Regions from separate parts of the Sus scrofa genome. Here all the other regions are linked to region 2. Evidence: chromatin contacts called from public promoter capture Hi-C data. All regions are on one chromosome and are shown on one strand. The core of a region is the stretch at or near the end of the contact, and the rest is flanking DNA. Distances in the headings are between cores, read along the strand shown. Region 1 overlaps PARN (poly(A)-specific ribonuclease PARN). Region 2 holds the start of ERCC4 (DNA repair endonuclease XPF). Region 3 overlaps PARN (poly(A)-specific ribonuclease PARN). Region 4 holds the start of PARN (poly(A)-specific ribonuclease PARN).

Region 1 (7,421 bases), core at 1,917-4,416, 600 kb before region 2:
GTATCAGGGAAAGCAACGTAGAAAAGACACCAATACATTAAAATAAAACTGTGAAACCGAGATTTTTTTTTCTCACAAGTCCTTTATTATGTTATAGATGATTTAAAGGAAAGGGAAATAATTATAGCATATTATCTAGCAAAAAATAGGAGCTATTTATAGGATGTTTACTGATTTTAGTAATTGTTAATTCCCAAAATATGAATTGCTCTACAGCATGAGCAGGGGCCTCATTTAGGTAATTTTTTAGGCATTTTTGTAATCTTATTTTCAGAGGGAGTTTAAGCCTTATTGATTTATCACTGTATTTCTAGACACCTTATATTTTTATGCTCAGTGTTCTTTATAGTAACAACAGAAAAGAGAATAATTACGAAGGTATTTCAAGTGGTTTTTATCTTTTTTTTTTTTTTTTCTGGGCCACGCCTGTGATATGTGGAGGTTCCGGGGCCAGGGATTGAATCCACGCCACAGCAGTAACCCGAGCCGCTGCAGTGACAATGCCAGATCCTTAACCTGCTGCCCTGCAAGGCAACAACACCCTTGCACAGTTTTTTAAAGAGATGGTTTTCATTTGAAAGCTGCAGTGTTAATCTTTGTATAAATATTTGAGTTACTGTTGGGTGCCTCCGTTGAAAACTGAGGGACTGAATTTAGATGGGGACTAGAGATGAAATAGTAAGAGCTTCTCCACGCAAGGACTTCATGGCCTAGTGCTGTAGGTGGGTATCTAGACAACCAGTGCATCCATACGCTACGGGGCTGTCATAAGGCGCGTTGCTCGGGGAGGGAGAACCAGCCCAGACTGGCCTGGAGACGCGGAAGAGGGTCAGCAGGGAAGGCTTCCTGGGATAGGTGAGGCCCATGCTGATCCTAATAGCGACCAGAGTTACCTATCAGAGGAAGGCTAAGGGCGCTCTGGCGAAGCATGGGACCAGCACATCCTTTGGTCTGCCTGGAGCAAGTGGTACATATGGTGGAGAGGAAGCTGGAAGGTGGAAACACAAAATGTGTGTGTTAGAATTCGGAGTTTGAACCTTACCCCTTGTACAAACCTTCTGCAGTGTTGATTTGAATGTTCTTTTTTTGGGTGGGGCACCCCTGAGGCATATGGAGCTCCCAGGCCAAGGGTCAGATCCGAGCCGCAGCTGCAAACTAAGCCGCAGCAACGCTGGACCCACTGTGCCCGGCCGGGGATTGAACCCGTGTCCCAGGGCTCCCAAGCCGCTGTGGATCCCCTTGTGCCACAGCAGGAGCTCCTGGGATGTTCTTTTAAATCAAGTTTTAGAATAAAAGATGTCACTGGCTTTCTTTTAAATCTGGGGCTTTTGACAGAATTTCTAGGTAAGGCGTGTCAGGTTTGTCAACTTGAAGCTGCTCTTGTAAAGCCTGATTGTTGTCAGAGGTGTCAGCCCCAGTGCCAGTCTTCCAGTGCCATATGGTGGCATTGTAGCACAGGGTCAAACATAGATGGATATATTCGAGCAGGTTCTATTTATTTTTCAGTGTCTAGGAGTTGGTCTTTGCATTGACTCTAGTTCAGAGCCTTCTCTTAAGAGACAGAGGCCAAATTGAATTTATCTGGGAACCTGCCACATCTATAAATGCCACACAGAATAATAAATGGGCCATTGGCTTCCAAGAATTGGTGACAGCGCATTTCAGTTCCTAATTTAGAGTTCATGAAAATGATCCTTTGACAAATAAGATTGCAAAAAAAAAGAAATCCTGCTTGATGGATTCATCTTTCTGACAAACATTTAAATGTTGTTTACACCAACGATACTGGAGTGAGTCAGGTGGGGTGTGAATAATTGAATGAATGAATGAATACAGAGGGCAGGTGTTTTGTGTTCAGAGAAAGGGGAGATGTCTTACCTAAGGCTTATATATAGTGTTCAACCAACGAAGTCTGGCTTCTTGAAGCGGGGAGGGCGTCTTTGTTGTTATTTTACATGCTCGGTATTTGGGGCAGGGCTGGAAAGAGTTTGGGAGGACTCTGAGCAGAGGCCTTGGTGCTGAGTTAGCAGAGGAGAGAGGACTGTGCAAGCTGAGCAGCTGTAGGTGGGAAAGTGGATGCTTGATGACAGCACCTGTCAAACCGGCTCACCCTCTCACTGGGCTACACAATCGTTATTGTGAATGAGCGTGACCAGCTTTTTTGTAGAAGGAAAAAGTTTGAAAATGTCCCTGAGCCACTGCAGTAGCAACGCTGGATCCTTAAACCACTGCACACAAAGGAACTCTTTTTTTTTTTTTTTTAATGTAACTTTTTTCCAAGTATTAATCTGTATGTGCAGGTCAACATGTATATGTACTGGTTTGTAGTCAAAATGTATTGTTGTAGGTCATGGTCAAAAAATTTGAATTTAGATGGTGGAGGAGACTAGTTTTCATGTAACGAGGAGTCTTCTCACAGAGCCCCGTGGCAGGTGTTGGAGGTTGGGGAGGAAGCGAAAGTGACTGACAAAGATCTCAATCCTCAGGTGCTTCCTGTCCCTAGATCAGTGTGGCTGGGAGTCCTGTGGACGGCATCTGGCAGGATGCTCACTTCTTCACGCCGCATCTCCAGGGGCCGGGAGGAGGCTTCCATGCTTCTCACCGAGAGAGGAGTGTTGTGGCCAAAGTGTCTGACCCCCGTCACCCCCCTTGCTTGGTCCTCCTTGTGGAAGGAGGCCGATGGCCTATCTGATGGATGAAAATCAGGAAAGGCTGATACCCAAGGGCCTTTTTGACCAGTGGGAGGGATCCTTGCATTGAGAAATCAGACTTGGAAAAAAAGAAACCAGCTGCAGGGGTCTCTTCCTAATCTGGAGATTAGGAAACTGTTTAGATATTGGGGGTCTCCTGGCCGGGATTTCTGTAGGGGTGGCATCGGCTATGGTAGGAAGCCCTATTTGGACCTCAGGCCTCAGATCCATCGCCAGCACAATCCACAAAGGGGTCTGAGGCTTCGAGGGAACATAAAGATGCTGCTGAGTTGTCACCAGTTCCTTCATCTGTCCCTCAAAAGAGATCAGTGCTCTCCAACCTCCAACCAGAACTGGCCGGGAGGGTGGTTGGAAAGGGCCCTGGTTGCTGTGCTGTCAGATTTCCACTCTGTGTGTGAGCAGCAGAGAGCCTTTCTGTGCACCCAGAGGGGTGCGGGTGAGAGCGACGCCAGAGGGAGTTTCTTTCATAAGGCAGGAGGGCGCTGCGGGTGGGAGCACTGAGAGGCTGGCCGTGGCTGCTGTGTTTCCAGATGATGTGCAAGTGTGACCAGTACGGCCTGCAATTAACATGCTTTCTGTTCCATGATTGGCCCATGAGGGTGTTTGTTTACTATGGTTTCGATTTGCAGAAACTAAATTTTCTGGTTTGCTCCTCCTCTGGGGAACCTGTCAGCGTGCTTTTTAAGGCCAGCTGTGACCTTGAGTCTTCATTCTGTTTCACCAACCAGAAGATGGTGCTGTCGTGCTGGTAACGAATCCACCTTCCCCTCTTCAAGTAAAACTTGTCACCTGAATGCTTACTCATGCTAAGTAATGTGGACAGACAGAGCAGGCTGTTTCCACAGTGTAACCCTCATGCCGCATGGCAGTGGTTAGGCCACGTGGAGCCTTCATGCCCTGAAACCTTCAGGGTCTGAAGCTTCAAGAAACCGGCCACCAGGCCTTCTGTTTAGCGCTTGCTCAGAGCCACCACCTTTGCACCGAGGGTCACGTGACACTCTTGGAGAACTCAGGATGAAGGCTTTGTTACTTGCGTTTGATCTGTGTGCAGTCTTCCATGATTTGATTTGAAAGGTGGATGAATGAGTAAGTACCTAGAGGAAAACTCATGAATTAAGTACACCGGAAATGCTATGCTCAATTTAACATTTCACTGGATACTCAAGGCATTGGATCACCCAAGCAGCTTCTCACCTTATTTTCACGGTTTGAAAGAAACCCAGATGTGTGATGGACCTGGCGTGAAACATTGGCTGTGTGACCTTGGGTGTTTGACTTAACTTCTCTGTGCCCTCTGCCGTAAAATCAAGATGAGAACATACACTTTTCAGAGCTGGGAAGGATTGACGGAGGTGACGTTCTCCCACAGTGCCTGGCACTAGCTGCTTAGGAAACTGCCCTGCTTGCCCTGTGCCTTCCCCATCCAAAAATCCAGACATTAGAATAATATTATTGCCCAGTTGATTTTATGGGAGGCTCACGCTGCTGCCTCGCAGAGAAGATGGTGTGACGCTCTCGGTGCTTGTGTGCCCAGCTTGCAGAATGATGTGTCCCTCGGCAAGATGTGCCCTCCGGATAAAGGCACACCACCGTTTCCACAGAGGACCCAAACTGCTGCCCCAGTGATGTTCACTTGTCTGTCCTCGGCTTACCTGTTGCTGTTCTCATTCACCTCTTTCCAGTTGCAGTCAGGGGTCTCCCTCAGAGCCTACCCAGGCGTCCCACGTCAGTACTTTCTGGAGCCTCTTTCTGTTACTGAGGTCAGCTTTTGAGTAGGTTCAGAAGTAATACGAGAATGCTGCAGACACAGACGTTTGCAAGATTGCTGTAAGGTTGGTCTCCGGATTCCTTCCCAGAGTCCGTTTGGGAAGCTGGTTTGGGCACGGTCTGAAAAGTACAGGCAGTCCTCATTAGAAGCACAGATTCTGTGTTTGTGAATTCACCTACTCGTTAAAATTTTTGTGTAACCTCAAAATCAGCACTCACAGAGCTTCTGTGGTCACTCACGGACATGCGCAGGGCGGGGAAGCTGTGGGCTTCCCGACGCCCATGGTCACCCGTCGAGGTTGAACAAGGCGATGCTCGGCCTTCTCCTTGCAGCTCCTGCTGTAAACAAGGGTCCTTTTCACAGTCTCTTTATTGCCGCGTTTTTCACATTTTTGGGCTTTCTGTTGGCGATTTTGCCATTTGAAAGGCCCCCCCGCAGCCTGGGGCCAGAGCGCTGCCTGTGCCCCAGGCACGAGAGGACGGCCGGCCACGCCTTGCAGAGAACACACGCGGGAGGCGCTGCATTCCCGCCCAACCCACAGTCTGTTCCTGAGATCAGTGGCGGCGAATCGCCGTGTGTATAAGGAACGTATCTTGAAATAGAAGCACTCATGAAACAAGAGCGTGTTAAATGGTTTAAGAAAACGTGGCCAAAGCCTCGCCGGAACCTAGCCCTGGTTTCCCCGAAGCGCTGGTTCAGTCTGGAGGGTGCTTGGTCAGGCATCCTGGTGACCTGGAGTAAGGAGCCTGGAGCCTCTGCTCGGTTCCCTTCTGCCTTCCTTTCTCCTCTGAGGTATCTCACCCAGAGCCCCGAGGGGACAGGGTTTCTGGGCTGCCTGGTTTTTATTCGTTTTCCAAGGAGGGTTGTTCTGGCTTCTGCCCGACAGGCACACTGCTGCAAAAATGACCTTGCTGCGGGGTGGCAGGGCCTCACCCGGACGGTAACTGGCACAGGGGTTGAGGATGCCTCCACGTGCTGGATACGTAGGTAGATGGAGACTGACGAGCCTCATCTGTGAGATGAGTACTGGGAGCCGTCGCCCCAGTCAGTTGTGACTTTGGGCCTTTTTTCTTACCATTGTATCGCGGAAGGATGGAGGTTGGTTAAATAGGGTTGTATATTGAACATTGGTGCCTATAATTCCTATAGCTGTTTGACTTTCATTGAAGATGGTTTTGTTCTCCGTTCTTCTTTTTCTTGGTACCTGTTTCTGCACATGAATCCTCTCGTTGTGGATTTCTCTACCTTAACATTTCTGTTGGGTGGTGAGGTTCGAGGAAACCTGGGATGCGGGGTTCACCTCCCCAGCCTCCCCATTTCAGCAGAGTTCAACTTGCCTGTTGGTCCCCTTAGAGGGGAAGGGGCCTGAGATGGGAGAGAAGGAAAAAGCCATGGAAGACTCAATTAATTCCTTTGGCAGGTATTTGGAGAAAGGAACAGGTAGCAGATTTGGTTGAGAGGGGACTTGCTACCCCATTTCGCAATCTCTCTTTTCACCTCTGCACACATAACACGCAGTCGCCCTTTCCCCAGTGGAGCCTGCAGTCCCAGAAAGTGTCTTTTCCAGGTCTCTAGGGCCAGTCTATTGGGTTCACTGAGCAGCACGTGGGACCCCTCACAGCTGGGTGACAGTGAAGACAGGCTCAGTGGGACATCCTGGGCCCCAGCAGATCCCACAGCTGGCGTGTCTCGGCCTCCACATACCTGCCTGGGAGCTTGTGCATGGACATGGCCCTTCTGACTTTCATGCAGATTTGGGGGGGGAGGTGCCCTCCCTCAGTCTGAGAGTGACTGATGCCCCACCTCATGAGCTCAGAGGCCTTGTCCCTTCTGTGACCACTGCATTGACAGCTCGGTTATCAGTATTAAGTACCCAGACTGACAGGTCTTGGACAGCTTCAAACATGGCTTCCTGCCTTTCCCAGACACTTCTTACCTTACAGGTGGGCTGGGGTCGTCTGTTTCATTTCCGGCAGAGAAGAGCCTTCATCCATTGGTGCTTTTACTTCCTCATCTGCAGAGGGTCACACTTAGTAAGAGTGGCATAGGCACTTAATCTGCGTGGTTTTCTCGGAGATCTTCCAACTGAAATTCTGTCGTGAGATGATCTGTAAGCATTGTGGCTAACCTCAGACAAACAGAAACAAGGAAGTACTTTGTTTAAGACCCCCTACGTGTGTGCATTTTGTTTTGTAGTAGTAGTAATAGTAGTATTTGTTGGAAAAATATCTATCATAGACTGTTTTAAAATCTGTCATTGTTTAAATTCTCTCTCTCCCGTGTCATGAAATTACTGAAAAATGAGGTAGAACGGGTCTTCCTTCCTCCCCACTCTGTATACTGTGTTGGGCTCTGTTTAAAGCAGAGATTCACGTGGGTGTACAAATGATGTAGGAGTTTCAGTTTTTCATGTATGTATGAAATTCTATAATCTCTAATAAAAGAAAGATTCGAGGGATCCAAACGAAGTAAGATACGCATAAAACCTTGGGACAGGATCTCAGTGGTACCAGTGGCTATACTGTGTTGACATTAACTCCTTGGAGGAAGTTTTACAAGCAGTTGATAGTCATTTGTGTGTGTGTGTGTGTTTGCCTTTTCTAGGGCTGCTTACCGTGGCATATGGAGGTTCCCAGGCTAGGGGTCCAATTGGAGCTGTAGCCACCAGCCTATGCCAGAGCCACAGCAACGCGGGATCCGAGCCACGTCTGCAACCTACACCACACGCCGGATCCTTAACCCGCTGAGCAAGGCCAGGGATCAACCCACAACCTCATGGTTCCTAGTCGGATTCGTTAACCACTATGCCACGATAGGAACTCCTGATAGTCATTTTTAATATTGCTACAGAAACAGTTTAGCAGAATACTATTTGGGAAATTATCTGTAAGTGGAGATAAAATGTTTTCCGTGAAGTATTTTAAGTGAATTTAAGACTTCCC
Region 2 (7,522 bases), core at 1,836-4,335:
CTTCATACCTTTCAGACTGTCTTCTGTGATAAAGACAAGAAATATGTTTTTTTGAGAATGTGGAGAAAAGGGAAACTTCATGCACTTTTGGGAATGTAAATTGGTAGAGTCATTATGGAAAACAGTATTGAGGTTTCTCAAAAAATAGAACTACCATTATGATCCAGCAATTCCACTCCTGGGTATTTATTCAAAGAAAACAAAAGCCACTAATTCAGAAAGATATATACACCCCAATGTTCATAGCAGCATTATTTACAACAGCTCAGCTATGCAAGCAACCTAAGTGCCCATGGATAGATGAATGGATAAAGAAGTGGAATATATATAAAATAGGATACTACTCAGCCACACAAAAGAAAGAAATTTTGCCAAGTGCCACAACATGAATGGACCTGGAGGGTCTTAATGCTAAGTGAAATGAGACAGAAAAAGATAAATACTGTGTTTTCACTTATATGTGAAATCTAAAAAATGAAACAAATTAACAAATATAACAAAACAGAAATAGACAACAAACTAGTGGTTACCAGCGGGAAGAGAGACGGGGTGGGGGGTAAAATAGGTGACAGGAATTAAGAGGCACAAACTATTAGGTATAAAATAAATAAGGATGTAAGGTACAGGAAAGGAATATAGTCAACATTTATAATAACTCTGGATGGAGCATAATCTGTAAAAATATTGAATCACCACACTACACACCTGACACTAATATAACACTGTAAGTTAACTACACAGGAAATTTTTTTTATATTTCAAATCATGGTAGAAAAATACTCTTTAAAGAGGGAAACCAAACTTTTAGGAAATATACAAAGAATATTTATAAACATTTCAAATCCGATTAGTTTCTAAAAGCAAATGCCAGCCAATTACGAAGCATTTACTAAACATGAGCTCAGAAAAAAGGAAACTTCAATCTTACATTTAGTGTCTTATTCAGGCCATAAATATTTACTGAGCAACCAAAATGTGTCAGGTATTGTGTTAACACCTGCAAGCACAATGTTAAGCAAAAACATCCTGTGCTACTCACAAGAGGTGCCAGTTTAGAGTTTAGCAGAGAGAACATACACAGGAAAAAAAAAAAGTGCAAACATATATATAAACAACAATAAGGGTTCAAATTCTTACCAGTAATTAAATCTGAAGGTATTCTATCAGTTAAGAAATCAACCACAAGTATTCGACTTGTTGCAAAGATCACACCTCCTTGTGTGTAGACTTCATAGCGATTGTTACTTGTGATTTCATTTGTTACACGGCGAGGGAGGTGCTCAACTCCTTCTATCTTCAGCTGATTGATAAAATACTCCTATATCAGATCACACTTGATTAGAAGACTGCTTAAAACAGGGCTGTTTTTATTAGGTTGCAAGTATTTGTATTTAAAATGACATGCTGGAGTTCCCCGTCGTAGCTCAGTGGTTAGCGAACCCGACTAGCATCCATGAGGACGCTGGTTCGATCCCTGGCCTTGCTCAGTGGGTTAAGGATCCAACATTGCTGTGAACTGTGCTGTAGGTCGGTGGCTTCAGCTCCGATTGGACCCCTAGCCTGGGAACCTCCATGTGCCATGGGTGCAGCTCTAAAAAGACCAAAAAATAAAAAAAATGACGCTGCCTTTTGCAGGGATCATGAACTTAATGATGAACAAACCAAATGACTACAATGATCAACCAATCTACGTTTATCAAGCCTTTGGTTTTTGTTTTGGGGTTTGCACTCAAGACTCATCATTGCACTTGAGATGTTATTAGCAGATGAACAACAACAAAGACTGTTAAAGTCCAGGGTTAAGGCTTCTGCCACCTAGAAAATACTGCCCGCCAGAGCCAGTTTTGCAGGCAGGGATAGCATGTGAGAATATAACAAGGACGCTTTTCCCAGGTGGTGTTTTAGACTATAGTTTTGTCCTGGACCGCTCTAGAGGGGATTTCCTCATGTCAATAGACCCCTGGGTCCTTTACACCTTCAGTTCCCTGCCACCTTTCCTGGAGGCTTGGTGCAGTGCTAAGCCCTAGGTAAGCACTGGGGATACCCAGAGGAATCAGACTGGTCCCCACCCACAAGGAGTTTGTGGTCACTCTTCTCAGCTGGCATTTTCTTTCTGGCCACCTGCTCTAGGTATCTAGGAGCTCATCAGACTTGTCAGACCAGGCCGTGTCACCTGTCACTACCCCACGGCACAGGTGTATCCCCTTCTTATCTTTCCTCAGTGTCCTCCCTAACCCAGGGACCTTCCCCAATATCCTCAGCTTCCAGCTCCCATTCCCTTCTGACCTTATGCCCCTCTTCCCACAGCCTCGGTGAACCCCCAGTCCCTCCTCTTCCCTATAGGGTTCTCCCGGCCTTAGAGCCTCCTTTTCACGTCTCCCATCCGGCTCTAGGATTCCTCCATCCCCGTCACTGTTCTCTTTTAGGGACCTCACTCCTCCGCCTGCAGCAGGCTCCTTAATATCCAGCTTTAGGACTCTGCCTCATTATTGCCATCCATAACCCCCTCCAGACATTTCCTCATCCTTTTCAGGGACCACCCCCCACTCCAGAGCTCCTCCCACCTCCATCCTCCTCAAATGACTCCCCTACTCCTCTCAGAGGCCCTCCAGCCCACTCGTGTCAGAGGCCCGCAGGACCCCTCCACCCTTTCAGTGCCCTACCAGCCCGGTCAGGGTCCTGCATCCTCCTCGGAACGCCCTCCCACCGTCTCAGCCTCCTCGCACCCGTGTCAGGCGCTCACAACTGTCTCAACGCCCTCCCGCCGTGTCAGGGACCTGCATCACCCTCAGAGGTCCGGCCTCCGCCCGAGGCCTGTGTCCTCTTAGGAATCCCCCAGTGCTCCCGGGGTCCCGTCACCCCCGCGCTGGCGGCCGCACCTCCTCTGCCGGCTGCGTGTTGAGCACCAGTACCAGGCACGCCGGGTGGCAGTGCAGCCGGAGGAAGTGGTAGAGGAGCCGGTCCGCGCCAAGCCCTCTGGCGCACACTACCAGCCCGTCCGCGTCCAGCAGTTCCAGCACCAGCTGCCTCTCATACTCCAGCAGCGGCGCCATAGCTGTTGCTCGAGCCGGCGGGCCCAGCTCCATGGGCGCCCTTCCGGGGCCGCCGCCGAACACAGCCGAAGAGAGCCGATTCTGAAACGAGCGTGTGCCGAACAGGCCGAAGAGAGCCGAGCCCGAGACGATCGTGGGCCGAATGCAGCCAAAGAGAGCCGAGCCCGAGAGGTCGAGGGCCGGCCGAATGGAGCCGAAGAGAGCCGAGCCCTTGACGACGAGCTCAGGCCAGACTCGCCAAAGAGCAGCCGAGTGGAGCCTAAGATTCTTTGAGTCGCAAGGAGGTGCTAACGTTCGCAACAAGTGTCCCTTCTGGCTTCAGGGTCCCCACCTGAAGTCTTCCGTTATTCTACCTTGTCTGGTACGTTCGATTTGAGAGCCAGGCAGCCTAGACTTAGCGAGCAAGGAGAATGAAACCCAAGGACCTTAGTTCTCCTACCTTGACAACTGAGAAAGTTAATTGTCCATCTAAGGAGTGCGCATAGAATTGGTAGCACCTGCTTCCTAGGGTGAGCCTTGCTCCTTACTTTTGCAATGAGCCTCTCTCCCCCTTAAAGTACTTTTTGAATAAGCCGAATAGTTTGCTAATTTTAGGCTCTTGTTCCTCTCGAAGTCTTGATACAATTAGCTATTTAAAAAGTCCCAGCCAGGTGTCTTCGCCGCGGCAGCATCCCATCTGCCACTAGAGGGACACCTTCGGTAGTTTTTGTTCTATAACTAGAAACGCCTGATAATCTAACTCGAGGAATTGTTCGGGGTCCACATCATTTTCCCCCAACCTTCATTGTCACAAAATAAAAAATGCTATATAAGTAAGCAAAAGTAAAAATCACTTGTTATTCCGTTACCCAGAAATAAGCACTGTGATGTCATGAAATCTGTCCTTTCCGTCTTTTTTTGGTTATATAAGCACACTCTCTCACCAGGAAGAATTCATTTACTGTTACTGATATGAGATAATAAGTAACCCTGATTTAAATCTTGAGTGTGTCAATCATTTCACAGACTTCTGAACATGGTATTTAATATTCTTTTACAAAATCCTTTGATATGGCTAAGATTTCTGCAACGAGGATGTATCATACTTATTTACTTATTAGTGGACATTTAGTTTGTTTCCACTCCCCCCTTTGTATTATAATACTTTGTATTATAATATTTAACTGAGCATCTTTTTTGCATAAATTTAACCATGCCCCTTAGATACGTTTAGAAATGGATACCTACTGGGATAAACATTTATGTCTTTACATTACGTTCATAGTGCTACATTGCCCTCTAGAAGGCATGGTCCAATTTACATCCACCGGAAAGATTTACAAGAGATCTGTTTCTCTACCTCTTACTGCTTAATCCAGTATTTTACTTAATTTTGTCAAGATTAAAACAGCATATAGTAAGTCCTAAATGCTAGTTAAATGGAAGAGAATGTCTGCGAGACATTCTGCATATAGCCGTTCTTAGGAGACAGATATGAATCCCTCCAATTTTGCAAGTGAGAGACTCAGGGAGGTTATGTAACTTGGGCAAGACCACAGATCTTGTTGGTGTATTTCTTAGACTTAGTTCAGGGTGTGGTAAGTAGGGATTCAACACCCATGTAGGTTATGCATGCTGAAGTGACAATGCTGAAATGCAAACCTGATTCCCAAGCTGTGGTATGCAAAGTAATTGTCCCCCCAAATATCTGTGACCTAATTCCTGGAACTTGTGAACATGTCACCTTAGGTGGCAAATGGGACTTTGCAGAGGTGATGAAGTTAGAGATTTCAACATGGGGAGAGTCTCTTGGATTATCCAGGTGGGCCCAAGGTCATTACGAGCGTCCATACAAGGGGAAGAGAGAGACAAGGGGGGTCCAGAGGAGAAGTGACAATGGAAGCAGAGTTTGAAGTGATGTGGAAGGGCTGTGAGCCAAGGAATGAAGCTTTTAGAAGCTTAAAAAGACAGGGAAATGAGTTCTCAGAAGCCTCTGGAAGGAGTATATCCCTGCCAGCCCATCTTGGACTTCTGGCTCCTGGAACTGAAAGATGATGGACTTGTGTTGTTGTAAACCACTAAATTTGTCATAATTTGTTACAGCAGCAACAGGAAACTAATACACAAGATTTCAGTATTTCTCCTACACTGAGCTCTAAAGATGAAATCCCCAGCTGATCAAAACAAGACAAAGCAAAATAAAATAAAGCATATGGGAGAATATAGTAATCAGTAATTTGGAGGATGATTGAGCAATATATATATATATATATATATACTTTTAAAATATCTGTATAGATCCATGTACACATGAAAATACACCCCACAAATGTTTGTGGAGCACCCAATATGTGTCAGGGAACAAAACAGGTAAAATCTTTGCCACCGTAGAACTTGTATTCTAATAGGGATCATGTGTATGAAGATGTTTATTCATCATATTATTTTGTGAAGTATCATTATTTCTCAGACATTTCTCCTGAATGTTCAACACTTGAAGACTCATCAAAACTTCTTCCTGCATCACTAATAAATAGGATATCACACAACTATTATAAGCGGTATGTGATAGAATACGCAATCCATGCTATTACATACTGAAAAAAGCAATTGCAAAACAATAAGGCATAGGATGGCCCCATATTTTCTTATGATTGCTTAGAAAATTTCTTACCAGGAGTTCCCATCATGGCTCAGCGGTTAGCGAGCCCAACTTGCATCCATGAGGTTGAGGGTTGGATCCCTGGCCTTGCTGAGTTGCAGATCCCATGTGGCTGTGGCTGTGGTGTAGGCTGGTGGCTTCAGCTCAGATTGGACCCCTGGCCTGGGAACCTCCATATGCTGTGGGCACTGCCTACACACACACACACACACACACACACACACACACACACACACACACACGACAGAGAGAGAGAAAAGCTCTTATCAAAAGTAATTGCTTCTGGGGGAGTTGAAATGGATGGAGGTGTAGGGTAAGACCTTTACATTTCAGTTTATTCCCTTCTGTTCTGTTTGACTTTCTTACCAAGAACTTATATTGCTTTTAAAACGAAAACAAAAGAAAAAACTTCCCAGGTACTAAATAAACACTTCATCAGCACTGCATAATATTACCTCGTGGAATCTAGATTTAATATGTGTGTGCAAGGCAACGGTGTCAGAAGTTGGTATCTGGGGAAGCAGACTTTTGTAAATTCTAACGGATGTGTCTACGCATTGGAGTTTTGCCCTGGCTGGGCATAAGTTTTCTGCTTAAGGCAAAGGATTTTTTTTTTTCCCCCTATGTCACTGTCAATTAATTCTCCAGACTTTTCCTTATTTTGTAGATTGTTTTGCTCACCAGAGCCATGTCCCTTCCAGGTCACTTGGCAAGTTTCAGTTTTGCCCATGAGGACACAGGTCAGGCAGTGGCCCCTTGATTTTTGCTGTTGGGCCAGGAGTGAGGTTAATCTTCATTTTCCTCCTCACCCGAGGTAGAACCCAGCACACCTTGGGTAACCTTAGCTTGACTGCAGAAGGCAGGCCACTGTAATTTCTCTTAGAAAGCTCAGTCTTTCACATATGGGAAAACGCCTACGAAATCCAGAGGCTAGAGAAAAGATAGCCTACTTCTTGGCCTTAATTCCTCTTTTAGGGCTAGATCAGCATTGGCCCTCTTAGAGTTTGCTTACATGGTTTTAAGTCAGAAAGACCTGGGCTTAAAGCCCAGCTTGGTGTGACCTATGCATGTTATTTAATCTCTCTGTGCCTGAGTTGCCTTATCTTAAAACGAGGCTGACATGAAAAAGAATGCGGTAAGTCCACCTGACTTCTAAGCCTGTATTCTTCGCCTCGACTGCCCCACTAGATGCCTGATGCTGAAAGCCTTGAATGCCATCCTGAATCTTCTAGATTCGAACACGTGGCTCAGATGGTCCTCATCCTTTCCACGCTTAAGCATCCCTTGAACATATATGCCAAATATTCTTGGATCAATCCTTCATGAAGGCAATTGGATTTGTGGGTCTTTTGGCTGGGACAATACATTTAAAAGGAGACTGTGAATTCAGCAACACTATCATATAGATTTGTGACTTATGGATTCCAATAGCATCTATAATCATTTGAAAAACTTTAGCATATGACCTTGAGCGGTCTATTATTGATTCATTGATTCTGTCTGCAAGCGAAGGTTGGTACACATTGGACAGGGGGATGGTTGTAGTACCTGTAGAGTTCTGCCCAGGACCCAAGGGCCATGGGAATCCATTGGTGTGTATCATGTATACTAATTATCTGAGAATGTTGTCACCTGTGTACTAGTGTTGTATGGATAGTACACTAAGAGAAAACTTAATATTTAGTTGACTTATTATTACTCATACAACAGAGGGAATGTAATTATTAAGTGAATCTTTTTCTTGGAAATAAGAACTTTTGATGGTTTGTAATTAAAATAAAAATATGTTCGCTGTTTTGACAAGCCATTCATGATTAACAGAAAAGGA
Region 3 (7,200 bases), core at 4,389-6,888, 640 kb before region 2:
CTCCGTATTTCAAAGCAGGCTTTTAGGGAAGAGTCCCTTGTTAAAAGTGCTCTTGGTGCTTCGTTATGAGCTTTTAGAAGGTGCTGGTTAAGAACTCTGCTACACGCCCTGGAAGTTGCCATAACTCTAATTTTTTCCTGCTTCGGAGACTTCGTAATAGTCTTGAGAGATTACAGTCTTGATGGCCTTTTTGTTGGCCTTAGCAGTGAAACCGCTTGTTTGTGTATTGGTCACTCATTTAACGACAGCCGTTGAAAAGCTGGTAAATATTTCAAGCTAGCTCAGCGCAGCCCGTATTTTTCGGCTTGAAAAGCTAATGGGAAATGGCAGCTTCCAGCGAAGCATGAATGACGCCGAAGAGAAGTGCAGTTGGGAAGGGTCAGGAGTGTGACTGCACAGCGTCATGTGGCAATTACGTATGTAGATGAGGTAATTTAAAATGAGAGCCAGCTCCTCTCAGCTCGAGACTTCCTGATCCCATCAGCTGGGCAAATGAATTCTCTAATTTAGGCACTTGCTGTGGGTGCCATTTAGCAGTTTCCTGAGTGGTGAAAGCAAGAAGCGTGTGTGGGGGAACGTCGGTGTTGTTTGTGGCTATTTTAATCCATATTTCAAAGGTGTCCCCATTAAAAGTCGAACCTCATTTACAGTATGTCCATTTCCCGCGCGAACCATTTTATGTTTAAATAACGCCACTAGCCCTACAATCAGGATGCTTCGTGTAATAGAGACAGTTTTCTGCATATAATAGAAGCCAATCCCCCCCCCACTTCAGCCATAAAATATTTGTCTATTTTGGTTATGCAGAAGTTTAACCTCAGGTCATGTCATTCCCAATCACTGAGGAAACTGCCTCAGTTTTTAGAAAGTCATTATTGGCGAGAAATGGGCCTGGCAGTTTAGCTTACAGGGCCTGTGTGAGGTGTCACTGTTTGAGAAGAGAGCTGTGGGACTTGTGCTATTTATGTTTTAAATGCTGGGAGTGTATTAGTAAAGGCATAACAGGTTATTCTCTTGTGTTTCAGGACTTAAATGAGTTTAAGGAGATGACAACATGTGTTTTCCCCAGGTAAGCGTTCTTTGAGGGTTTGTTTTCCTTTAAAACAGTCATTGGCAGGGGGAGTTCCCTGGTGGCTCCGTGGGTTAAGGTTCTGGCATTATCATGGCTGTGACTGGGGTTCAATCCCTGGCCCGGGAACTTCTGCATGACAGAAGTGGCCAAAAAATAAAATAAAATAAAAAGCAATCATCAGGGTATCTATACAAAGAGGTACACAGTAATTTATTAAAACCATTAGATCACCACAATGATCTAGTTCATGTCAGCTGGGAAATGGCTTTATACTCCACCTTGGAGAAAGTTTGCTTTTACAGCTAATGATTGGCTTTGTCATTAAAACCTAAAAATCAGGAGTTCCCATAGTGGCTCAGTGGAAATGAATCTGACTGGTATCCATGAGGACGCAGGTTCAATCCCTGGCCTTGCTCAGTGGGTTAAGGATCTGGCGTTGCCACAAGGTGTGGTGTAGGTCACAGATGCAGCTTGAATCTGGCATTGCTGTGGCTGTGGTTATAGGCCAGGTGGCTACAGCTCCGATTTGACCCCTGGCCTGGGACCTTCCATATGCTGCGTGCAGTGTGACCCTAAAAAGACACCCCCCCCCCCGTAAAAAAAAAACACGTAAAAATCGGGGTTTGAACTGAGGGTGAAAATGGACAGGCAGCTGCTTTTTTCCTTATCCCACATCCCGGTGAGGTCTTCTCGAGTTGCCTGTTGACTTTCTTGTGTGTCAGGTGAACCTGTCACAGCGAAGTGTCTGGTCCAGGGTGTTCAGTTACACATTGGCAACAGTTGGATATAAAGTTGCATATAGTTGAGTATGTGCACTGGAAAGTATCTCTAGTTGGTCAAGAAGTGTCTGGCTAGAGAATGTGTTTTCCTCAACTGTAAGTCAGCGCCTTCACCCGTTAGTGTTTTCCACAGTTAGTATCGCTGTTCCGACAGGTCACACGGCAGCCACGTGGGACCCACAGGGCAAGGGTCCGTGTGCAAGAACCCATCTGAAGACGGATGGTGGACAGGTGCTCTTTCAGCCGGGCTCTTTCCATCCTGTTATCTGCAGTGCTCACATTTGAGTGGAAAGAAACCGTTTTCCTATTAATCTCTCTCTCTCTTTTTTAGTAACCCAGTCTCTGAATCAGAATAGTCAGAAATAACTCGATAGGATAGAACTGCCCAATGCAGATTCTGACCCTCCAAGAAATGATGCTGTACGAATCTGGGTTGCGGTAGGAGATGCTAAGAGCTTGGGAGTGTTAGGCCCGCCGCAGTGTGTGCCTTGTGTGGCAGCACGTGAGGATGTTTAACTTAGGCTTGAGGTCACGCAGCCCCTGCGCTGTCAGGGTGCAGGCGCGTCTAGAGCTTGTGCCCTGGGTGTGGCCTTTCCCACGGCCTCTGGAAGGAGTTCCTGGTGGGGACCCGTCCTCAGCCTCACGCAGCAGATGCCAGCGCTGGTCAGGACAGCTCGCGTGCTTCATTCCCTGGTCCACTTCGAAGACAATAGCCTGTTCATTTGTGTGAAGGACATTTGGAAATTGCTCGCCATTCTGTTTACCTTTTAAAAATTCTTTTGTTTTTAGACTCTTGGATACGAAACTGATGGCCAGCACACAACCTTTTAAGGTATTTTTAAATTTTGAACTGTTGCCGTTGTCGGCTTATCAACACTGCTTATGCTATATTTAGAAATTTTCTGAATTGCCACAAAGAGCTGTGGAATTCTGGTCTACTTAAATGTCATTTTCAGATACATCCAAAAAAAAAACAAACAAACAAACAAAAAAAGAACAAAAATGGAAAAAAGAACCTGAGAAAAGACTAGAAATAAATATATCAAAATATGAATAGCAGTTGTCGGAGTTCCTGTCGTGGCTCAGTGGTTAACGAATCTGGCTAGGAACCGTGAGGTTGCAGTTCCATCCCTGGCCTTGCTTAGTGGGTTAAGGATCCGGTGTTGCGTGAACTGTGGTGTAGGTCGCAGACGTGGCTTGGATCCCACGTTGCTGTGGCTCTAGCAAAGGCTGGTGGCTACAGTTCCGATTCGACCCCTAGCCTGGGAACCTCCATATGCCGCGAGGGTGCAGCCCTAGAAAAGAAAACAAACAAACAAACAAAAAACAAAGCAATTGTCTTTGGGTGGTGGAATTATGTTTTTTTTTTTCTCCTTTATTCTTTCCGAATGTCAATTTTTAATTTTTTTTTTTTTTTTGGTCTTTTTGCCTTTTCTAGGGCCTCTCCTGCGGCATATGGAGGTTCCCCGGCTAGGGATTGAATCAGAGCTGTAGCCGCCAGTCTACACCAGAGCCACAGCAATGCAGGATCCGAGCCGAGCCGTGTCTGGTGTCTGCGACCTACACCGCAGCTCACGGCAACCTGGATCCTCAACCCACTGAGCAAGGCCAGGGATCGAACCCTCAACCTCATGGTTCCCAGCCAGATTCACCAACCACTGCACCACGACGGGAACTCCTCAATTTTTAATATTAAAATATATAATGTATTTTTGGGAGTTCCCGCCGTGGCTCAGTGGATGCAATCCTGACTTCTATCCATGAGGATGTGGGTTTAATCCCTGGCCTCACTCATTGGGTTAAGGATTCGGCATTGCCATGAGCTATAGGTCACAGATGCAGCTTGAATCCCACATTGCTGTGGCTGTGGTGTAGGCTGGCGGCTATAGCTCTGATTCAACCCCTGGCCTGGGAACTTCCATATGCCTCAGGTGTGGCCCTTTAAAAAAAAAAATGTATAATATATTTTTGAGTAGATTACACATGCATACATTTCTTCATTTCTTTTCCTTATTTTATATATGTTGGATATATTTTCTAATCAAGGGAATTCAGGTCAAAGTATAATCAGTTGCTGCTTCTGAAGTGACTTTATATAACTGAGTGAAATGAATGCCAGAGCCGTATAGCTCTCTGGCTAAAGGACTGTAGATCTTTAACACATCAGTAAAAAACCTTTCGTACGGATCTACCCTCCATATGCTTGAAATTAAATGTGCTGTTTCTCTTTCACTTTGAATAACCGCTCCTGTGTTTCTCTAGGGAACACAAGGGGGCAGTGCTGGATGCTTTGGTTTTTTGTCCTGACGCTCATTGAATCTCTTTAATATGTGCTTCCCTGAGACGATGCCGGCTCATCATTCTCTGTTACTGGTTTGTAGGATATCATTAACAACACGTCCCTCGCAGAATTGGAAAAGCGGTTAAAAGAGACGCCTTTCAACCCTCCTAAAGTTGGTAAGGAGATAAAATGATCCTGAAGAGCCCCAAACTCTTGGTGCTAATTACGGGTGTCTGTTGTAGAAGAAATGTTGAAACCGTTCTAGAAACTGTGTATATTTATAGACTTTTTTTCCCTCAAACAACTTGCCCGTGCCCTGTGTTGAGTTACTGTTTTCGGAGTAAAGGCAGTCTTCTAATCCTGCATCTGTTTTCTGTGAGTAGGATTGGGGCCTGTTCGTGGAGAAGTTTAGCAATTAAAGCCTCAGGACTTTTATTTCCTAATGCTTGGAATACTCCCCAAACTCAGTGTCTTTCTTTTTTATGGTGCATTGTTTAAGTGGAGACAAAGAGTTGGTGATTAATTGCCAGGGGTAGGATGAAAATAAACTTTTTGTCTCTGGAAAGCCCAAGAACAGGGTTTGCTGATGAGGAAGGAGCTGGCTTAGGTGCAGAACCGATGACGAGAGGAAAACCAGAATAAGGAGAAATGTTCTTTGAGGGCAGAGGTGTTTTGCCAAGTCTGGCCACGGCCCCTACCCAGGCAGTTGGTGACCCTTCCAGCTGTGCTTGCCTTGCTTCCTCCTAGCGTAGTTATGCTGCTGATACGGTGACTCACGTTCCACCAGCTGTAGCCTACAAACTTCCCAAGACATTGATCATAGGACTAAAGCTTCAGAAATTGACTGCAGAAGGTACTCAAGCAGCCAAGGTTACAGTTCTTTGCTTCCCTTTCTGGAATAGTCCAAAAAAGGAGTAAGAAGAGGGGGTGGGGGCTGGTAGTGGGTTAGTGGGGACACCTGGACCTTTTCTATAACGACACAATGGCACTAGTGGATCTGGGAAATATGTGGTCCAGCTGGTGAGAGAGGATAGGACTTAATTGGCCTTCATGTTAAAATACTTTTATAAAGCTTAAAATCTAATACTTGATACTTACGGAGGTTAAAGAATTCTTGCTCAAAGAGCATTGTATTGATGTAAAAACAGTGACAGCCTTTTCAGTATTAGTTTCCACTCATGCTTTTCATCCTGTTGTAACCTTTTTGATATTCACCTCCACAGTGGTTCTCGGAAATAATTATTTATGAGTTACAGTTTTATCCTGTCATTTCCATGTACTATTCCGGCAGAGGGTTTACTCTAAAGCAGGTTTCTCTTAGACCTCATTCTTTCGGCATCTGTGTCTATGCATGTGACCGAAGAAGCCTGTTTTAAAACGGGCTCTCCTCTGAAGTGGCCCCATGTTCCAAGGGCAGCATGACAGCGAGTTTTGATCTATTTTCGGACAGAGTTGTGCTTTCATCTTTAGATCTGTGAGCTTGGAGACCTAGCAGAGGCCAGTACTGAGTGGAGCCGATATCGATCGGAGACCTTTGCTTTGGGGGAAGGTTACCTACGGGGCGTTTACTGGGTACCAAGCACTGTGTCAGAGCTTTCCTTCCATGAGCTCATGGGAGCCTCACAAAGGCCTCATGAGGGAGCCGTGATTCTCCATCTCCACTCTACCAGAACGGAGGCCCAGAGGCCAGGCTCCCCGGGAAAATAAGCGGTGGGGCCAAGATTCCAACCCAGGCAGTGGGACGCCAGAGGCCATGCTATTTAGTCATTAGTCCAGAGTCAGAAGAGGAGTCATGGTCATAGTGCAAGTGGTGCGTGCTTGTCGGCAGCACCATCAGTGCAGCGAGGGGGACAGTGGCTGAGTCTTTGATAATGTAACGGAGGCATTTCTCTGGTCGGGACCAAAGCCCTCGTTTTCGGTGACTCTGTTATCTCAGTGTCCTGCGGGGAGAGAATTAAGACATAGGTAGCCTGGAGTTCCTGTTGTAGCTCAGTTAACCGACGCGACTGGTATCCATGAGGTTGCAGGTTCGATCCCTGGCCTCACTCAGTGGATTAAGGATCCGGCATTGCTGTGAGCTGTGGTGTAGATCACGGACTCAGCTTGGATCCCTGTTGCTGTGGCTGTGGTGTAGGCTGGCAGCTGCAGCTCTGATTCAGTCCCTAGCCTGGGAACTTCTGTATGCTGTGGGTGTGGCCCTTAAAAGACAGAAAAAAAGAAAAAAGAAACAGGTAGCTCTTTTTCTGCTTCTTTAGGGTATTTCTACAGCACAGACTAATGCCTTTGGGATGTGGCAGGGCAGTGCGCTCACCAGTCTTCATGATTTGTGATGACCTTGGGAAAACTTTTTTTTTTCTCTCTTTTTCCTCTTTAGAAAGTGCAGAAGGTTTTCCAAGTTATGACACGGCTTCCGAACAGCTCCACGAGGCAGGCTATGATGCTTACATCACAGGACTGTGCTTCATCTCCATGGCCAACTATCTAGGTACTCCCTATTCCTGCTTCTGTCAAACTCACTGTGGTCCAGAGGGGATCTCACCTGTCTCCTCTTTCCCTGGGATCCACTCATGAGAAGTGGGAGGGTTTTGCGGTCAGAGTGCAGGGAAGGTTGGGGCAGAGGGCCTGGAGCGCACGCAGGAATGAAGCATCACCCCTTACCTGTGCTGTGGTACTCGGCCCATACGAGTACCTTTTACCCGTGCTGAACCATGCTGTTGATTTAAATATATTTTTCAGGCTTTGTCTGCCTGACCGTGTATAATGTTCTGCTTCTTTTCTTCATTAGGTTCTTTTCTTAGTCCTCCAAAAATTCATGTGTCTGCCAGATCCAAACTCATTGAACCTTTTTTTAACAAGTAAGTAACAGGGTCCCAGGCCCCCAGTGTTCTCTCCGTGCAGGAGCCCCCAGTGTCTGGGATGTCAATTAGGGGTAATGGGAGGGTCGAGGGCATTTTTAGATGGGCTATTTCTCCTCTCTGGTGACTCAGATGTCTTTTGAAAAATAGAAATTGACTTTTTCGAAAATAATGTATTAAATATTTTTGCTTCAAGACAAAAAAAGAAAGAAA
Region 4 (7,145 bases), core at 3,435-5,934, 690 kb before region 2:
CCTAGCTTTGCCTGCGGAGGAGGGTGCCCCCGGCCCACGACCATAGAGGAGAGGCCGCGCCGGTCTCCAAACTCCCTTAACCCTGCGCCCTCCCCGCTGCCTAGAGCGGCCACTCCCAGGCCGGGGAGCTCCGCGCAGGCGTACTACCGCCGGCCCCCCGCCCCTTCCTCTCGGGTGAACAGACCTTGAGCCAGGGCGTTACACCCAGAAGGTGAGGCTGCTGTGTGTATCTTCTCCTCCAGGGAGGGCGTTTCTGTATCTTCGAGAAACACCTTTGTCCGAAATTAAAGTAATGTTACAAGACTGTACTGCACACGCTACGGTTTTTTTCGCCTTTACGTTTTAAAAAATTCTAAGTTCCACTAAAGAAGAATCAGAATTAAAATGACTCACCACATTTTTTTTTCCTCTTAGCGTCTTGATCCGTTAAGAATTCATGCAGATTATCTGTTTTAAATTGCTGGCCCGGAGACTGTTATTAATCATTTTGGATGCTACTTTGTTTTCTATCAATCAGATGAGCAAAGAGTAAAAAAATTGGCGTTTGATGGTCTGTGCTAGTGCCAGGGGTATATGAACTCATTTTCTGGAGGATCATGTGGCAATAGGTATCAGCATGTTTTTTTTTTTTAATTGTGGTGAAAGTTACATAACAGAATTTGCCATTTTAACCGTTTTTTAAGGGTGCGGCTCAGTGGCACTAAGTATATCCACATTGTGCTATTATCACCACCATTCATCTTTACGGCTTTTTTATATTCTCAAACTGACAGTCCATGCCCATTCAACAATTTCCAATAGTTCATTCCCCAGCCTCTGGTAACCACCATTCTACTTTCTGTCTATGAATTTGACCACTCTGGGTACCACATGTTAGTGGAGTCATACAGTGTCTGTCTTGTTGTGACTTGTTTATTTCACTTAGGATAACATTCTCCAGGTTCATCTGCTTTGTAGCATGTGTCAGAATTTTCCTCCATTTTATTTATTTATTGATGTTTAAGCATTCCTTTTTTTTTTTTTTTTTTTTTTTTTGGCCACTCTGGAGCCAGGGATAGAACCTGTGCTACAGCAACCACCCAAGCCATTGCAGTGACAATGAATTCCCTTTCATTTAAAGGCAAGAATAATAACCCACTGTTTATATGACATTTTGTTTATCCACTCATTTGATGATGGATACTTAGGTTTCCATTTTTTGGCTATTGTGATTTATGTTTCTATGAACATGGCTGTACAAATATCTGTTCAAAACCCTACTTTCAATTATTTTGGGTGTTTGTCCGGAAGTGGAATTGCTGCATTATATGATAGTTCTACTTTTAATTTTTGAAGACGCACCATGCTGTTTTCCATGCTGTACCATTTTACATTCTTACCAGCAGTGCATGTACAAAGTTCCAATTTCTCACCCAGGGGGTGTGAAATGGTATCTCATTGTGGTTTGTTTGTGTTCCTTTTTATGGCTGCCCCTGCAGCATATGGAAGTTTCTAGGCCAGATGTCAAACAGTTGTGGCAACGCCAGATCTTTAACCCACTGCAACATATCAAGCACTCCCCTTCCCTTTGTCCTTTTTTTTTTTCTTTGTCTTTTGTCTTTTTAGGGCCACACCCACAGCATATGGAGTTTTCCAGGCTAGGCGTCTAATTGGAGCTGTTGTGCCAGCCTTCGCCAGAGCCCAGATCCGAGCCACATCTGTGACCTACATCATAGCTCATGGCAATGCAAGATTCTTAACCCACTGAGTGAGGCCAGGGATTGAGGCCAAAACCTCATGGTTCCTAGTCAAATTCATTTCTGCTGCACCATGACGAGAACTCCCCTTTGTCCATTTTTAAATTGGATCCATTTTGAGTTGTAAGAGGGTTTTGGTTTTTTGTCTTTTTAGGGCTGCACCTGCAGCATATGGAAGTTCCCAGGCTAGCAGCTGAATCAGAGTTGTAGCTGCCAGCCTAGAACACAGCCACAGCAATGCGGGATTGAATCCACAGCCTCCTGGATATTAGTTGGGTTTGTTACCACTGAGCCACAATGGGAACTCCTAGGAGTTCTTTATGGATTTTAACCCTTTATCAGATATATGATTTGCAAATATTTTCTCCCATTTTGTGGGTGACCTTTTCACCTTGTTGATAGTTTCCTTTGATGCACAAAAGTTTTTAACTTTAACATAGTTAATCAGTTTTTTCTTTTGTTGCTTTTGCTTTTGATGTCATCACCAAAAAAACATTGTGAAATCCAAATCCCGAAACATTTAGCTCTGACACAGATGTTTGATTTATTTTGAGTTAATTTTTTTTGTTTGTTTGTTTTTTGTCTTTTTAGGGCTGCACCTGAGGCATATGGAGGCTTCCAGGCTAGGGATCTAACTGGAGCTGTAGCTACTGGCCTACACCACAGCCACACCAACCCCAGATTCGAACCTTGTATGTGACCTACACCACAGCTCATGGCAACACTGGATCCTTAACCCACTGAGTGAGGCCAGGGATCGAACCCACAACTTCATGGTTCCTAGTCGGATTCATTTCTGCTGTGCCACAACAGGAACTTCTCCATCTAGGACTTCTAAAGCTGATGCCAGAAGGCAGAGTTATTTCTTTTATTTAAAAAAAATTTTGAGCAGTCCTGGGAGTTCCTGTTGTGGCTCAGTTGAACTGAATCTGACTAGTATCCATGAGGACACGGGTTCGATCCCTGGCCTCTCTCAGTGAGTGGTTCGAGGATCCAGTGTTTCTGTGAGCTGTGGTGAAGGTCACAGACATGGTTTGGATTCCATGTGCCTGTGGCTGTGGCATAGGTTGGCAGTTGCAGCTCTGATTTGACCCCTAGCCTGGGAACTTCCATATGCCACAGGTACGGCCCTAAAAAGAAAAAAAAAAAATTTAGGAGTTCCCACTGTGATTCAATTGGATTGTTGGTGTTTGGGAGCAGGTTCCATCCCCAGCCTGGCAGTGGGTTAAATATCTGGCATTGTTGCAGCTGCAGCTTAGATCACAACTATGGCTTAGATTTGATCCCTGGCCCAGGAACTCCACATGCTGTGGGGTGACCGAAAAAGAAAAAATTAATTAATTTACAACATTGTGTTAATTTCTGTTGTATAGCAAAGTGACTCAGCTATACATATATATCTATATTCTTTTTCATATTCTTTTCCGTTACGGTTTATCACAGGCTCTTGAATATAGTTCCCTGTGTTATACAGTAGGACTGTGTCTATCCATCCTATATATAATAGTTTGCCTCTTTGAATCCCAAAATCCCACTCCTACCCTCCCCCACACTCCCTCCCCCTTGGCAACCACAAATCTGTTCTCTGTATCTGTTAAGTCTATTCTTGTGTTGTAGATATTTAACTTGTGTTATATGAGATTCCACATTGTATGTGGATGTGATATCATATGGTATTTGTCTTCCTCTTTCTGACTTACTTTGCTTAGTATGATAATCTCTAGGTCCATCCATATTGCTGCAGATGGCATTATTTCATTCTTTTTCTTTTTTTTCTTTTAGCAGTGGAGTAGTATTTCATTGCATCTCCATCCCACGTCTTCTTTATCCATTCATCCGTGGATGGACATTCAGGTTGTTTCCATGTCTTGGCTATTGTAAGGAGTGCTGCAGTGCAATAGTGTCTTTTTGAATTACAGTTTTGTCTGGGTATGTGTTCAGGATTTCTGGGTCATATGGCAACTCTGTTTTTAGTATTTTGAGGAATCTCCATACTGTTTTTCAGTGGCTGCACCAATTTACAGTCCCAGCAACAGTGTAGGCGTGTTCCCTTTTTTCCACATCCAAGAGAAACATTTCAAGTTTGAGGCTAGACTATTTGTCATATTGTTTTTTCACCTTCCCATTCCATCTGAACTCTCTAATTCATTTACTCTCTGCTGTTCATAGTCAGAATAGTGCGGGTAATTAACTATACACAAATTTCCTTTGGTGAGGAGAGGAAGATCGACTTGTGTCACCTGGTGGGGAAAACATGGCCAGAGTCTTGTTCTTTAGGATACTTAATATGTCCTTTTGGAGGAAAACGGTTCTCTTCAAAAAGCACAAGTGGTTCATACTCATTCTTTCTCTCAAATGTAAGGTGTGAATGCAGGAATTGTGACAGCAAGTCACAACCCTAATCGTATCTTACCTCTGTCTATTTAGTGCTTTACACTTCACATACATTATCACCACTGATCCTTGACCCTTTTTAGAGGATGAAGAAATCGAGGATGAGTAAGGCTGAATAGCTCCAGATGTAATAAATGGGAGAACTAAACTTTGAAAGGTCTAACCGACTTTATGATGAAGTAAGCTTTTGCGAAAGGCCAAGATGAAGTCATCCCCTCCACCTATGTTTACTGAACACCTACACGTGTCAGCAGTGTTGTAGGCTCTGGGAAACAACGGCAAACCTCAAACCCACATAAAACTCCGTTAGGCAAGACCTCATCTGTTTTGCTAGCCGTAGTATTCCCGGGGCTAGTGCAGTCAGTACAGGTCTCAGCTTTGCTTTCCGCGTCACCTCTGTACGTGACTTTGCAGCACCCTTTTTCTCTTCACAGGGATCTTCGTGTTTCCAAGCGGCAAGTTTGAGTCCTGCCTGACTTTCCCTTCTTCCCGCAAGTTAAATTGGGTGGGGACCTTGTCTTTTCCATTCATTACAGTATTCCCACTCCTTTCAGGGTGCCGCGCATAAAACAGGACTGCGGAAATATCTGCTCATCAACTGGATGTCAGGTCAACCACTCTGCCAAAGGGAATGGTCCAAGTCCGGTCCTCACAAGTAGACGGCACCTTGGATGACCGCGATGGCCACGCCCCTCCTGTGTCCCGGGTGCGAAGGAAAGGAACCCAGCCTTGGCCCCGCCCCCGCCATGACGCAGACGCACGTGACGCGCGCCGGCGCGCGCTGTTTCCGGAAGTCGCCCCCGCGGTCTCCGCCGCAGCTGCCTGCGCTGTCGCAGCGGAACTCTGCGAGTGGAACGGCCAAGGCGGGCCGGGGAGGGGCGAGGGTCTGGCCACTCTGCAGAATGGAGATAATCAGGAGCAGTGCGTGTCCGCTGCGCACCTCCCCGAGGGTCCCCGCGGGCTCCCTTACTCGCCCTGCTAGGCCGGACCACGGCCGCTGTGCTTGGCGGGGCCTGGGGCAGAGGCAGCCCCTCAGGGGTTTGCTCTCCTTTTGCGCCTCTTGGGGCCTTGTTCCTCTCTGGCCCTTGCATCGCTAACGGCTTTGTTGTCCTCCTTTCCCGGGCACCCCTATCCCCCAGGGCCTTGTCCCTCTCAGGCTCGTGCACCCCTCGGGGCTTATTTCCTTCCGGTCTGTGCACCCCTTAAGGACTTGTCCTCCAGCCCGAGGAGCCTTAGGAGCTCCTGGGCCTTCCTTTCCTCCTACTCAAAGTAGCCCGTGGGCAGGAAGCCAGGCCACCGGTTCTGAGCCTCTTCTTGGTTTCTCCGCAGATTTTAAGAGTAACCTCCACAAAGTGTACCAGGCCATAGAGGAGGCGGACTTCTTCGCCATCGATGGGGAGTTTTCAGGTATCCCTTGCTTGCAAGCTTGAGGCTGGCACCTTGCAGTGCAGAGCCAAGCCTCCTTCTGCCCTCCCTGCCCCTGACTTCTGTCTGCTGGCCGCTCCTCCCTCTTTGTAGCCTTGGGCAAGTCGCATGAGTCTCCACGTTTCCTCTTGAACGTTTCTTAAGCACGGAAGACGTGCAGTGGAGTTGGTGATTGGTTTTGTGATTGTTGGAGCGCTAAGGGTTGCAGATAGAGATTATGGTTTTGGTGCAGTTTAGAAACAGTTGGACCTGTGCTTGGGGCAGAGTTTGAGGATTAGGATCAGTGTGTGTGTGGGTGGTGAAATACACATAACATAAAATGCATCGTTTTCACCATTTTTAAGTGGTTTTACAGCTCATTGGCATTAAGTGATTCACATTGTTGTGCATTCATCTCTACTTCATCTCCAGAACTTTTTCATCTTCCAGAACTGAAACACTCTACCCATTAAACAATACTTCCCAATTCCTCCCTCCCCTCTGCCTCTGGTAACCACTGTTTCTGTCTCTCTGAATTTGACTGCTCTAGGTGTTTCCTGTAAGTGGAATCATACAATATTTGTCCTTTGTGACTGACTTTAGGGTCAGACTTATGCAGATGAATTGAGGGTGTTCCTCTAGGCATTAGTGGGAGTGTTCATTGCCTGCCTTGTCACAGGTGTACATGTGTTCTAATACTTTACTAACGGTTATAATTGCAGGGGTTTTTTCTTTTTCTTTTTTTTGCATCAAAGACTTTTTTTTTTATTATTTTAGTTTTTTTTTTTAATCTTTTGCTATTTCTTTGGGGCCGCTCCCACGGCGAATGGAGGTTCCCAGGCTAGAGGTCTAATCGGAGATGTAGCCACCGGCCTACGCCAGAGCCACAGCACGTGGGATCCGAGCTGCGTCTGCAACCTACACCACAGCTCCCGGCAGTGCTGGAACCTTGACCCACTGAGCAAGGGCAGGGGTCGAACCCGCAACCTCATGGTTCCTAGTCGGATTTGTTAACCACTGCGCCAGGACGGGAACTCCTCAAAGACTAATTTTAAAATCCTAGCAGTTGGGGAGTTCTCTCATGGCACAGCAGGTTAGATCCAGCTCTTGTCACTGTAGCGGCTTGGGTCGCTGCTGTGACTCGGATTCCATCCCTGGCCTGGGAACTTCTGCATTTTTTTGGCGAGGCCAAAAAATAAAAAAAATTGTTGAAGTCAAGGAGTTTTCTGCTGTGACTTGAATTTCATCCTGGCTCAGGAACTTACGCATTTTTTGGCAAGGCCAAAAAAATGTAAAAAATTATTGAAGTAAGGGAGTTCTCTTCATGGCTCAGCAGTGAATGAACCCGACTAGGATCCATGAGGATGAGGGTTCAATCCCGGGCCTTGCTTAGTGGGTTAAGGAGCCCCCGTTGCCACGAACTGTGGTGTAGGTCACAGACGTGGCTTGGATCCCACATTGCTGTGACTGTGGTGTAGGCCAGCAGCTGTAGCTCTGATTCAACCCCTAGCCTGGGAACTTCCATATGCTGAGGGTGCAGCCCTAAAAAACAAACAAACAAACAAAAATAATAAAAAAGTAAAAATTATTTAAGTCATTACAAACAGTGGG

Evidence for each region. Promoter capture Hi-C pulls out the DNA fragments that hold promoters and counts their contacts.
Region 1: a promoter capture Hi-C map of fetal liver shows a contact between it and region 2, with 8 times the contacts expected there. A contact is called at or near these places in 2 of 5 promoter capture datasets (fetal liver and liver) and 9 of 47 Hi-C or Micro-C datasets (alveolar macrophages, embryonic fibroblasts, epiblast stem cells and 5 more).
Region 3: a promoter capture Hi-C map of fetal liver shows a contact between it and region 2, with 9 times the contacts expected there. A contact is called at or near these places in 4 of 5 promoter capture datasets (fetal liver, fetal skeletal muscle, liver and 1 more), 14 of 47 Hi-C or Micro-C datasets (alveolar macrophages, brain, embryonic fibroblasts and 8 more) and 2 of 2 datasets of targeted methods (alveolar macrophages and skeletal muscle).
Region 4: a contact with region 2 is called in a promoter capture Hi-C map of liver, with 4 times the contacts expected there. A contact is called at or near these places in 1 of 5 promoter capture datasets (liver), 1 of 47 Hi-C or Micro-C datasets (liver) and 2 of 2 datasets of targeted methods (alveolar macrophages and skeletal muscle).

The regions. Positions count from the first base shown.
Region 1 is chr3:28,704,070-28,711,490 of Sscrofa11.1, forward strand. The region is part of intron 21 of PARN (poly(A)-specific ribonuclease PARN); the gene reads left to right. Among named protein-coding and RNA genes, the nearest start is that of PARN, 91 kb to the left of the region's middle.
Region 2 is chr3:29,303,024-29,310,545 of Sscrofa11.1, forward strand. ERCC4 (DNA repair endonuclease XPF) reads right to left here and starts at 3,086. Exons shown (of 12, transcript XM_003124586.5): 1 at 2,880-3,086; 2 at 1,138-1,318. The coding sequence starts at 3,086.
Region 3 is chr3:28,656,928-28,664,127 of Sscrofa11.1, forward strand. It overlaps PARN (poly(A)-specific ribonuclease PARN), which reads left to right. Exons shown (of 24, transcript XM_021086564.1): 14 at 1,026-1,069; 15 at 2,641-2,683; 16 at 4,233-4,308; 17 at 6,507-6,617; 18 at 6,918-6,987. Among named protein-coding and RNA genes, the nearest start is that of PARN, 44 kb to the left of the region's middle.
Region 4 is chr3:28,612,124-28,619,268 of Sscrofa11.1, forward strand. PARN (poly(A)-specific ribonuclease PARN) reads left to right here and starts at 4,685. Exons shown (of 24, transcript XM_021086564.1): 1 at 4,685-4,836; 2 at 5,460-5,537. It also overlaps a transcript of BFAR not described here.